4 separate regions of the Mus musculus genome follow, and all the other regions are linked to region 3. Evidence: chromatin contacts called from public HiChIP or PLAC-seq data. All regions are on one chromosome and are shown on one strand. Each heading gives the region's core, a stretch centred on a gene start, on an enhancer-like site or on the middle of the called end of the contact. The rest is flanking DNA. Distances are from core to core; before and after follow the strand shown. Region 1 has its middle 5.1 kb from the start of 2700054A10Rik. Region 2 has its middle 27 kb from the start of Gm7168. Region 3 holds the start of Tcte2 (t-complex-associated testis expressed 2). Region 4 has its middle 31 kb from the start of 2700054A10Rik.

Region 1 (2,743 bases), core at 101-2,600, 200 kb before region 3:
CTCATGGCTTCTTTCGGAGAGAATTCCGAACATCTCTAGAATCCCCTATAACTTCAGGCTTCAACCCTATAACTTCCAGTGTAGGAAAAAGCATCTCAGTGGAAGGGTGGGGGTGGGGTAGAGGGGACTCAAGAGTCACAAACATACTTGGCTCTAGGATATGTAATACAGCCATGACATGTTGTTAATTGACCCTTTGTTTTCTCATCTTTAACTCCAAATCACAATATCAAGAACGGTGTGGCAGACTGGAGAAATGACTTAGCGATTAAGAGCACTGACTGCTCTTCCAGAGGTCCTGAGTTCAAATCTCAGCAACTACATGGTGGCTCACAACCATCTGTAATGAGATCTGACTCCCTCTTCTGATGAGTCTGAAGACAGCTACAGTGTACTTACATATAATAAATAAAGAACTGTGTGGCACAGTGTTTATACATACTGAGATTAGCTTTAAATTCTAAATAAGCTTGCGTACAATAGGAATCTGGCACCCAGTCACTATACATGATTTGCTCAGAATGTGTGACACATAGGTGTCTCTGGACAGGCTACCATCCTCCGGGTGCTATCTGTCAGGGACCACCGTCCCTGCTCTGGACCCAGGAGTTCCCCACTGACTCTTCCATGAAGGCCAGTCCTACAGTGACTAAGTCCCTGCCTGTCTCAGTTCATTACCACTAAAGCCCAGTGTAGGACATTCACATCAGTCTTCACTTGATTCAACAGCTGCTATCTTCTCTTCTCCCATATATGTCCAGAACCTGAGCTTCACTGTGCAGTATGTTGCTGCCTAGGGTGAATATACATATAAGATGTAGGCTTGGGGTCTACCCTAAGCGCCCCCACCCCCGTCTTGGAAAGATTGGCATCTGCATGGGCAGGGTACACAGGGGCACAGCAGTGAAAAGTTTTGAACAGTTTTCCCGTGGTCTTGTTTCTGCCAAAGAAAATGGCAGTCCAGGCCAGACATGGTGGCTCACACCTTTAGTCCAAGCACCTGGGAGGTACAAACTGGTGGATTTCTGTGAGTTTAAGGCCAGCCTGTTCTACAGGGTGAATCCCAGGACAGCCAGGGTTACACAGTGAGATGTCATCTTGAAATAAAAACAACAGAGGGGAAAGAAAGAAGAGAAGAGAAGAGAAGAGAAGAGAAGAGAAGAGAAGAGAAGAGAAGAGAAGAGAAGAGGAGTGACCCAAACCCCGGGGGTTGGTAATCAGGTGTGAAGGGGCCCATGAGACTCCCAAGATCCCATGAGAGTTGTGGGTTGGGGTGGGGTGGAAACTGAGCTGGGCCACACCCAGCACTTCACTGAAGTATCTCATCACCCTTAATGCCTGCAGTCCTTTCTAAGGCAAGGAGAACCAATCGAGGTGTGTCTCTCCGGCCTGTGTTTTAATCAGTCCAGGAGTAGTCTTTAATACCTTACAAGGCAGTCTCTCAGAACCACAAAGAGAATTGAGGAGCATTTCAGCTCCCAGGGAACTAGTAATTTTAACAGTCTGAGCAATGGAATAAAACTTAAAAGCAACTTATTAAAGCACACCCTTGATTCTACAGAACACGGAAAACAAAAAATTAAAATATGCACTTCTGAAACTGAGGAGTGCCTGGGTCCTTGCCCATAAGGTGCTGGCCCAGTGTTGAGAACACAGCCCTAGGACGGCAGCAGTGAGAGTGAGAGCCACCAAACAAGGAGGCGGCTGCCCCTCTCCCCAGCCTGTCCCAGTTTGTTCTCAGGCTGTTCTTTAACCACCAGTAAAGGTAAGAAAGGGACCGTGGCCAGGAGTGATGACTATCAGGCTCTGATGACTGTGCTGTAAAATCCGTACTCTATACTGACTGTCATCAAAGAAAAGATGCCAAGGGCCTGTGCCACTGACCTCTTGTCCCTGAGGTGTCACTGACACAGACAGCTAGGTCCCGGTCGGGCTGGAGTCCAGAACAAGAGCCATATGGAGATATACATATTTCAATACAAAAGCCCCTACACACCAGGTTTCAGTGTTTCATGTTTTCTCATAATTGGCACATACTAACAAATTTCAAAAACTGCAAAGGCTACAAAATGTCCCCAATCATACAAAGTGGACTTGAGGATCTTACCCCTCACTGTCTGAGGTGGGGCTGGTGGGGGGGAGAGGCAGACAGAAGCTGACCAAATGGACTGTAAGCTCTTGCCCACCATTCCTGAGCCTCTGACATCAGCTCCGTGATTCTCAACCTCCGTAATGCCATTCCCCATGTTATGGTGACCCCCAACCATAAAATTGTCTTGTTGTTACTTCATAACTGCAATTCTGTTACAGTTATGAGTTGTAATGTAAATATCGGATGATATGCAGGATATCTTATATGAGACCCCTGTGAGAGTCCTTCAACCCACCCCACGCCACCCCACCCGACCCCACTCCATGCTCACAAAGGGTCAGGACCCACAGGTTGAGAACTACTGCACTAGATAGAGCACGTCACCCAACTTGAGAGGGGAAGTCTAAAGGCTCAGGCACTGTGCTTGTACACCTCAGCTGTGACTTAGCATCTTACTGAGAATCACCAAGTACCAGGAGGGAACAGCCAGCCCTATGTTATCCAGTCTGTACTCCCTGTATCCTGACAGCGCTTCCCTGCTTCCTATGGGTGTCTTAGTCCCCGTAACCTGGGACCCTTGGCTGCTTGGCATAAGTACCTCCCACTCTGGATCTTCACAGCCACTCCATTCATTAGTCAGTTCTCCAGAGC
Region 2 (2,815 bases), core at 39-2,538, 160 kb after region 3:
GGGGTTAGCAAATAGCCCATCCCTGTCTCTAAGGCTAGCGTCTGTACAATGCAGGTGGGTGGGTCTGTCATGTCCCACCTCCTGTCCCTGGTTTTTGGCACTTTTCCATATCCATGTCCTCCTTTGTGGGAACATTGCAGGGCTGCTTTCTCATGTGAGCCTTTCCTGTTCACCTGCATGTTCACTCCTGTGCTAATGGTACTCCAGCATCCCTGAGTGTGCTTCGGTAGTCTGAGATGCTGGGCAGGTCCAGTGCTGTCTGAAGGAGGCATCCAGTCCCATTTGGGTATGGTATGACTTGTTAACAGTTTCGTTGGGCCTGGCAGTCTCAAGCCAAGTCAGCTATGTGGTCAGAGCTGGCAGGCAGGAGAGAGAGCCCCACAGCCTGTGCTGACTGGAGGCCTGCTGGGTTAGGACTGCCTCAAGCCCAATCTCTGTGCAGGGACCCCATCTGAAAAGGGAAGAAAGCAGACTATACAGGCTGTAGCCATCTCAGGACAGCAGTGGTACTGAGCTGGCTGAGTCACCTGAACGGTGTCAGCTGAACTGAGGATGCTTTCAGACTGCGTAGAAGATAGATGGGCATCTTCAGGACAGCCCTCCAGCTATTCAAGACTGTAACTGGGGTCACCCAGGTCTGAGGCACAGGTGTAGAGCAGCAAGTTCTTTAGGGTTAGCAGGGGTCATCAGCGTTTCAACCCAGCTTGGCAGAAGGGGTAGCCAAGCAAGTTTCGTGGCAGCATAGAATCCTAAGTTGACAGGAACTGATAAGTTATTTCTCGGCCAGTGAAATGAGCCAATTCAAGCCAGATTGGATTATATTAAATGCAGGTTTATTGGGAAGCTGTGAGTTCACTGGCCCCAAGGACAAAGGCCAGGGAAGTTGCCATGGGAAGGGAGAGAGGGGTAGGGGGAAGAGAAAGACAGAACACATGCTCAGAATGATGGGATGGGGGGAGAAAGGGGAGAAGGAGACCAAAATGTCTGGATTATGTAGGGAGGAGCCCTATATGAGGGAAGGGCCTGGCCTGGAAAGTTCATGATTGGGGGCAGGGTATGCTAGTTAGGGATAACTTGGAGGTCAGGTCTGCTTCCATATGTAAAAATATTCACCTCAGTCCCTTGTCCTGGGGTCTGAGACCAAACAGAATCCACAAACCAAAAGGAATTCTACAGCCTTCTGCTCCTCTGCCCAGGAGACTGGCCTTCTGGCTCTGTGAGCAAAGCTCACTTTCACTCTTCCCTTAAGTCAAGAAGGCATCATCCAGATGACCCAGGGAGGGTCAGCACAGGAAGCCACAAGCCAGATTCTTGAAATTCCTCCTCACCTGCCTGAGATGCCTCACATGCCCAGTATACCAGGAAATGGATTCTTGTTACAACTTAGTGAACAAATCTGCTACAGTTGAATTAAAAATGTGTGTGGCACAGAGCTGGCTGCCCTGTGTGGAAATTTCAGGGGTCAGGGCCGGTCCACTGCTGAGCTACCTTCTGTGTGGTCGATGACTGAAAGCTCTTTGCTGTTGTAGGAGCAGAAAGGAAACATTTGAGTCACAGAGCTGGTAACGTCCTTTCACATTCAGTCTGTGGATGGTTCCTGTTGGGGACACATCTGAAGGCAGAGGACAGTGGCAGGCATTGCAGGGACACCCAGTTCTCAGCTCTGGAGCCCAGGTGAAGCTGACTTTTAGGGTGGTGCTCCTTCATGAAGCAGGGCAAGACCAACAGGACTGGGCTTGAGTGTGGCCACAGTATCTGTGTTAACACGTCCATCAGCTAAGGATCCCACCCAACTCAGCCTCCCCTTTAGGTTTTATCAAGGGCAGTGTCCCTTCGGCCTTTCTTTTTCCAAAAGCTAAGGGCTTTGAGGTTGACAGTGATGTTTTTGACATACAGGAAATCACGGTGGTGATAGCATGAGACTCCAGTGAGACTTGACCCCCCAGGCTCAGCAGGACATGTGCCATGCTCCTAAGAAGACCTTTGTCCCCTGCCTTTTCCTCTGCCTCTGCCTCTTTTCTTTCATTTCATCTCCTACCCTGCAACCTCCACTCCCTGGGCTCGGCTGGTCTCCTTGGGATTTGCAGAGGGGTTTGACCTCCTGGCCAGCTCCATGCTTTGGGTCCTGTTCTCCCATCCCACAACAACCTCCCTGAGTCTTCTCTTTATACTATACACTTGTAGTATGGCACACAACATCTCTGTCCTTTTTGTGTGTGTGTGAGTATAGTATGTGTGTATGTGTACATGTTTGTATTTTTGTACGTGCGCGCACACACACACACACACACACACACACACACACACAGGCTAGAGGAGGGTGCTGGGGATTACTCTCTGTCATTCCTCACTGTAGTCTTTTCAGACAGCATCTCTCCCTGAACCTGCAGCTTGAACTTTTCATCTGGCTGCCAGTAAGCCACTTCCATCTCTGCCCCAACACACATCATAGGTGCACCCAAGACCACACCTAGTTTATATGGGTGCAAGGATCCATACGCTTGTCTTGAAGTGCCCTTAAATACTGGGCCATATTACCAAGCCCCAAATACTGCTATTTTCTTAATGGTGGCTGAACACTCAAAGCAGGCCTCAGTAGCTTGGCAGGATGCAGATTTTTTTCAGGTGTCAATGGCTCTACCTGCTCCCTTCTTTAACTGGTGATGTGTTAAATGCCCAAGATACTGGTATTGGGACCATCAGGGGACTGTAAGGCATGGATACATTGAACAGGACATGAGCAGCAGGCAGGAAAGTCTATGTCCAAGCACTTTGCAGGCTCAATTGAGGCTGTGATAATAATCAGACAAGTTGC
Region 3 (2,739 bases), core at 84-2,583:
TGCACTGACGCTCACACACAACCATAATAATTTATCTTTCCTCCGGAGAAAGGTCAGCTGGGATTTGACCCCAGCAGCCAGCGCAGCCCAGGCGTCAGGGCCGCGGCGGGATGGCCGGCCAGTTCCGCCGGCCGCGCAGCCCACGCCCACCTGTCCATCCCGCTCTGCAGCTCCGGGTCGCCCCGCCCGTCAGGGCGCCGCCCCTCTGCTCGCCAGCTCGTCCGCCACCCCTGAGCCTGCCCAGGGCGGACCGAGCGCGGCCGCAGGACCGAGCGGCTCCGGTGAGGACTCACGCCTCCGGCACAGAGCGAGTGCGGCCCGCTGACACCCGACGCGCCCCTGCACGCACGCACGCGCGCGCGACCACGCGGCAGCACCTAGCGGCGCGGCGCGCGCTCGCGGGGACGCGCACGGCGGGCGGGCGCGCACGGCGGCGGGAGGGCGGGGGGCGGCGCTCGGCGCACCGGCCGCGGCTGAGGCGGGCTGAAGCGGCGCGGGCCGGACGCGGGCCGAGCCCGGCGGAGGACGCGCGGCGGCGGCGGCGGCGGTGAGGCGGCCTGCGGTGTTCCGGCCCGGCTGGCCCTGGGGAGGAGCGGCCGCGATCATGTCGGCGGGCGGCCGCGACGAAGAGCGGCGGAAGCTGGCCGACATCATTCACCACTGGAACGCCAACCGGCTGGACCTGTTCGAGATCAGCCAGCCGACCGAGGTGAGCGCCGCCGCCGCCGCCGGGGTGCGAGGGGAGGGGGCCCGCGCGCGGGCCGGCGACGCGGAGGCCGCGGGAGGCAGAGCGCGGTGGGGTCCCGCGGCCGCCCCTCCCCCGCTGGCCTGCCCGCCCGCCCGTCCGCCCGCGGACCCGCCCTCGCCCGCGGCCCTGTCCCCTCGGCCTCCGCCCACCGTACTGGCCAGCGGGGTCCCTAGGGGCGCTCGTCCTTGTCGCCTCCTGCGGTGCCCCGCCGCCCGGGCGGGGTCCAGGGCGGCTTGGTGGCCGGCGCAGAGGGCGGGCCGGCCACCTGCGCGCGGAGACACACCTGGACGTGCACTTGTGTCCCCGGGACTCCGCCTGGCCACCCACGTGGGTCCTCAGACCCCACCTGTGTCACCCGCATCCTTTCCAGGCGCGCACTTGTGTCCTCAGGCCCCGCTTGCGCCCACAGGACTGCACCTGGCCGCCCACCTGTGCGGCACGACCCACCTGTGCCCTCCCGGCCCTTACCTGCCAGCGCACCGGTCCCCGTCGCGGCCCACGCAGGCCGCGGGCCTTCCCCTGCGGGATGCGCTCCTCGCCGCCGGTTTCTTTGATGGCGTCTTCGAACCGTCGGGACGCGGATCTCGGCCCCTCCGAGGCCACGTGACCGGCCGATGCCCGCGGCGGTGTGAGCCCCGTGCGCCCCACGGCGCGCGTGCGTTCTAGCCCGGCGGGGTCCGGTGGCGCGCAGCGGGCAGACAGATAAACCCCTGCTCCAGCCCCGTGCGCTGGCGGTACGCAGCGGGGCTGCGGGAAGCGTTCTGGACGATCTTGGGGGTGGGGTGAGGGCCGGTATCCAGCCAGCCGGTTGGTACCGGGGAGACTGTCGGAGGAGTTCCGTGGCCGGCGGGAAGCCTCGGGGAAGCCTCCGTTAGACAGCGGGCCAAAGGGCGTTTGGTTAAGTTGTGGCTGGGCAGACCTGTTCCACGCGACCCCACACTATACCCAGGACTTGTGCCGGATTTGGAAATAGCTCTGGCTTTGAAACCTAAGAGGTGCTTGCTGAAACACAGCAGCCAGCGCTTAGCCGCGAACACAGATTTGGTAGATCTGAGCAGTCTTCTCAGATTGACTTAATTTTGCCGGTGGAGGAAGGCAGGTTTTCCTCTCCTTCCCTCTCACCTTCTTGTGAGCACACTTGACCTAGTTAGAGCCCTTTCTCTCGATCCCTATTTGACAAGCTAAGGTAAATTATTAGGTTCAGGTGGCCAATTTGAACACCGGTGGATGTTAAGTTACTCCTGATTCATAATTCATCTTCTGTAACGATTTTACGAGTTGTATTTTAGTAAGCAAATTTACTGTGTAGTTAGTGTTCGTTCATAGCCTTACAAGCGACTCTTTAGAAAGGAGCCCTGAATCAATATAGTTTCAGTATTATTTTGTCTTTCAGAATAATTAGCTTGATTTTTTTTTTTTTAAATGGCAGGATAAACTTTGCAAGTAAAATATTGCTAGTCAAGTGAATTCCCTTGTTCCTCCCCCTCCCCCAGAGTTCTTATCTGATTAAGAAAAGATGTGTTTTCTGTTGAGAAGTAACAGCTTAGTGTTTTAGTCTTAAATTGAGGAGTTAGCTTTAAAACATTTTAAATTAAATATTTTAGATTTAACTGGATTCTATTCTATAAGCATTCACTTGAAACTTTATCATTTTGGAGAGATGAACAGTAAAGTTGCATGTTTTGTGGAATGTTCCCCCCCCCCCCCCCCAGTTTTCTGCAGGTAAAGAGTTGTGTAGACAATGAAAAAAATTACAGGACTTAAATGAAATTATCTTTTTCATTACCCTCTCTTACATCTGAACATTTCTATTTTTAGAAACAACTTGTAATTGAAAGCCTTTCATAATGAAATTAATTTGTTTTCAAAATGTAATGGCTAGCTCACATTTTCTATTTTGTTGTTTTAGAGAATCTTTGAGTACTATTAAAATTATTCTGTTCAATTTGAAGCTGTTTTTTATTAGCACACTATATCATATAAGTAAGCTG
Region 4 (2,700 bases), core at 108-2,607, 180 kb before region 3:
ACATAAACACACCCCTACACAAACGCACACACATGCACACACACAATATACAAACATAAACAGACACACACTTATACACAAATATACACACAAACATACCTATACACAAACACATACACATATACACACACACACAATCCATTCTCCTTTCTTCTTGGAACTGCAAAAGGTACATAGTTCTGTTCCTCATGTGAGATAGTAAATTTGCTCCAAGCCTTCTAATTTCATAAACCAATGTCTCAGCAGACCGTTACTACTGTTTGTTTTGAATGTTCATGCTCACATTAGGCAAATCCACTTTAAGTGGCCATTCTTCAGTGGCCTGAACAGAGGTTCAGAATTACCAGCCAGGTGACACTTGGTGTCCTGTACAGCCTCTCTGTGGCCTTCCCCCTCCTCTTCTCCTGGAAGGAATTGAATGAGATCATCTAGTCTAAGCAAATGCAACACAACTTCAGAGCTAACAGCTATTATCAAGACCATTAGACCACTCTACTCTACAACGAAAATTTCACCAGTTCTCTTTATTGTTTTATGTATTCTTTTAGCTAATTGTGGTAAGCCTAGTGTAACCCAATTAAGCAAATGTACTGAACCAAAGCTGCCCAGATATTTTAAATGATGTTTTCTCATGATGTCTTGCAGCAAGTTATATATTCCAAAGGAAACGAGGGTACTGTACGGCATATGCTAGTTACGCTAGAATTAATTGGCACTGAAGTAGGTCCTGTGCAGCTGGGGTAAGACATGAGCTCAGAAGCTCACAGAGCTGTCACACACACACACACACACACACACACACACACACACACACACACGCATCGCCAGCCATCTGTACACCCACCGCAGGGTGCAAGAGATGCTGGATGTGAGTAAGCACTGTTTCTAAGAGCAAGAGTGAAAAGGGGAAGAACAAAAGAGGATGAAGAACCTCGGGAAGAAGGAATGAAGGAGAGAGAGGAGGGAAGGGAAGAGGAGGGAGATGAAGGAAGGGAAGGAAGAGGGAGAAAGGAGGAGCAAGATGAGGGAAGGGAAGGAGTGGGGAGAAAAGCAGAAAGAAAATAAAAGGGAAAGGGACGAGAGCAAGAAAGGAGGGAGAGGCTGAAACTTTAAGTCAATTATTTCGAATTAAAGATGGGAATGGAAGAAGGAAACAGGAAAGAAGGGGGAAGGAGACGGTGGGGGTGGGGAGGAGCCACTGCTGCTCTAAATGTCATTTGGACAGACAGCAGGCTGCAGAGGCTTTCTGTGGTTTTCAGCAACCAAAATTAAATAAAACACTCAAGGTGTAGGAATGTTCCTTATAGGAACAGGTGACCTTGGGCATTTCCCAGAGAGGGTGTGACTGTACGTGGCAGGCGCTGCTCCTGCAGACAGCAGGGCCAAGGAGACAGAGTTCCCGTGGCCAAGACATATGCAGAGCAGAGCCTCTCAAGGCCAATGTGGCCTGTGCAGAAAAGAGAACACCAGAGGATCAAGGCCCAGGAGTTCAGGGACAGAAAACATTATGCATGCACACATGTGTTTCCTAACTGACCCATGACTACAGAACTGGGTGTATGGGACAGAAGGCTCAGAAGCCTTCTCTAGATGTGTAATTCCATCAATCTTCTGAGTTTGCCTGGGAATAACTCAGTACCCTGTATAGTGCAAGGCCTCTTGTTCTCAAGTCCACTTGTTGCCAAGACACAAGAGGTGCAGGATGGCAAGGATAGCAAGGAGATGTGGAGTGGACTGGAGAATTGGAAGGAATATATATATACATACATATATATATATATATATATATATATATATATATATATATATATATATACATATGTATATACATATATATGCCCCAAGTGGAATAACAAAGGGTAGGAAAGCCAGCAGGCACCCCAGTTCTCCTCAGTCATGAAAAGATGGGTAGGTGCTTAATATGTACCGTGACAATTATCGACACAGTGCAGCATCTGCCTAAAATAACCTCACATAGGCCCACATTAAAATGAGAGCAGCTTGCTAGCCAGGTGAGCTGTCTGGTGTGTGAGAGGTAATCAGGACTTCTTTCTTATTCTCTGGGTGCTATGGAAGTCCTCCTGTCCCCAGAAAGGCTGAAGCAAAGGCGAGGACTGTACTTTCAGATGAGCAGCTACTAAGTAAGCTAGTTAACATCCTTGCACATCCATATATGACACCCGTGCACTTCCATGTATAAAACACTCACGCTTCCATATATAACACCCTTGCACTTCCATAAATAACACACTCATACTTCCATAGATAACACACTCACACTTCCATAAATAACATCTTTGCACTTCCATAGATAACACACTGGTACTTCCACAGATAACATACTGGCACATCCATAAACAGCACATTGGTACTTCCATAGATAGCACACTCACACTTTCATAGATAACACACTTGCATGCCCATAGATAACACAATAATACTTCTGTATAGTACACTTGCTCTTCCACAGATAACACACTGGCACTTCCACAGATAACACACTGGCACTTCCAAAGATAACACACTGGCACTTCCATAGATAATGCACTGGCACTTCCACAGATAACACACTGGCACTTCCATAGATAACACACTTGCATATTCATAGATAACACACTGGCACTTCCATAGATAACACACTTGCATATTCATGGATAAACACGATAGTATTTCTGTAGATAACACACTTGCACTTCCATA

What was found. HiChIP or PLAC-seq counts read pairs in DNA pulled down with a chosen protein or histone mark.
Region 1: an H3K4me3 HiChIP or PLAC-seq map of the SCID.adh cell line shows a contact between it and region 3, with 10 read pairs. The contact joins the enhancer-like site here to the promoter of Tcte2 in region 3. A contact is called at or near these places in 15 of 39 promoter capture datasets (the 3T3-L1 cell line, 3T3-L1-derived adipocytes, the C10 cell line and 10 more), 5 of 484 Hi-C or Micro-C datasets (the HL-1 cell line, brown adipocytes, cerebral cortex and 1 more), 12 of 115 datasets of contacts at active chromatin or transcription factors (the SCID.adh cell line, SST interneurons, bone marrow-derived macrophages and 9 more) and 3 of 9 other capture datasets (adipose tissue, liver and pancreatic islet).
Region 2: an H3K27ac HiChIP or PLAC-seq map of extraembryonic endoderm stem cells shows a contact between it and region 3. The contact joins the enhancer-like site here to the promoter of Tcte2 in region 3. A contact is called at or near these places in 1 of 484 Hi-C or Micro-C datasets (muscle stem cells) and 3 of 115 datasets of contacts at active chromatin or transcription factors (extraembryonic endoderm stem cells, pancreatic cancer cells and trophoblast stem cells).
Region 4: an H3K4me3 HiChIP or PLAC-seq map of embryonic forebrain shows a contact between it and region 3, with 4 times the contacts expected there. The contact joins the enhancer-like site here to the promoter of Tcte2 in region 3. A contact is called at or near these places in 7 of 39 promoter capture datasets (3T3-L1-derived adipocytes, the C10 cell line, the HPC-7 cell line and 3 more), 3 of 484 Hi-C or Micro-C datasets (cerebral cortex and cortical neurons), 9 of 115 datasets of contacts at active chromatin or transcription factors (the SCID.adh cell line, SST interneurons, bone marrow-derived macrophages and 6 more) and 3 of 9 other capture datasets (adipose tissue, liver and pancreatic islet).

The regions. Positions count from the first base shown.
Region 1 is chr17:13,557,796-13,560,538 of GRCm38.p6, forward strand. No RefSeq gene overlaps it. Among named protein-coding and RNA genes, the nearest start is that of 2700054A10Rik, 5.1 kb to the left of the region's middle. Within about 2 kb of position 1,351, at least 12 of the 459 cell types and tissues checked have an H3K27ac peak or open chromatin away from gene starts, as enhancers often do. A contact at or near this core is called in the HL-1 cell line and the SCID.adh cell line, where this site is marked.
Region 2 is chr17:13,919,608-13,922,422 of GRCm38.p6, forward strand. No RefSeq gene overlaps it. Among named protein-coding and RNA genes, the nearest start is that of Gm7168, 27 kb to the right of the region's middle. Within about 2 kb of position 1,289, at least 83 of the 459 cell types and tissues checked have an H3K27ac peak or open chromatin away from gene starts, as enhancers often do. A contact at or near this core is called in extraembryonic endoderm stem cells, pancreatic cancer cells and trophoblast stem cells, where this site is marked.
Region 3 is chr17:13,760,070-13,762,808 of GRCm38.p6, forward strand. Tcte2 (t-complex-associated testis expressed 2) reads right to left here and starts at 1,334. Exons shown (of 3, transcript NM_022311.3): 1 at 1,217-1,334. Afdn (afadin, adherens junction formation factor) reads left to right here and starts at 472. Exons shown (of 33, transcript NM_010806.1): 1 at 472-709. The coding sequence starts at 605.
Region 4 is chr17:13,583,259-13,585,958 of GRCm38.p6, forward strand. No RefSeq gene overlaps it. Among named protein-coding and RNA genes, the nearest start is that of 2700054A10Rik, 31 kb to the left of the region's middle. Within about 2 kb of position 1,358, at least 25 of the 459 cell types and tissues checked have an H3K27ac peak or open chromatin away from gene starts, as enhancers often do. A contact at or near this core is called in cortical neurons, embryonic basal ganglia and embryonic forebrain, where this site is marked.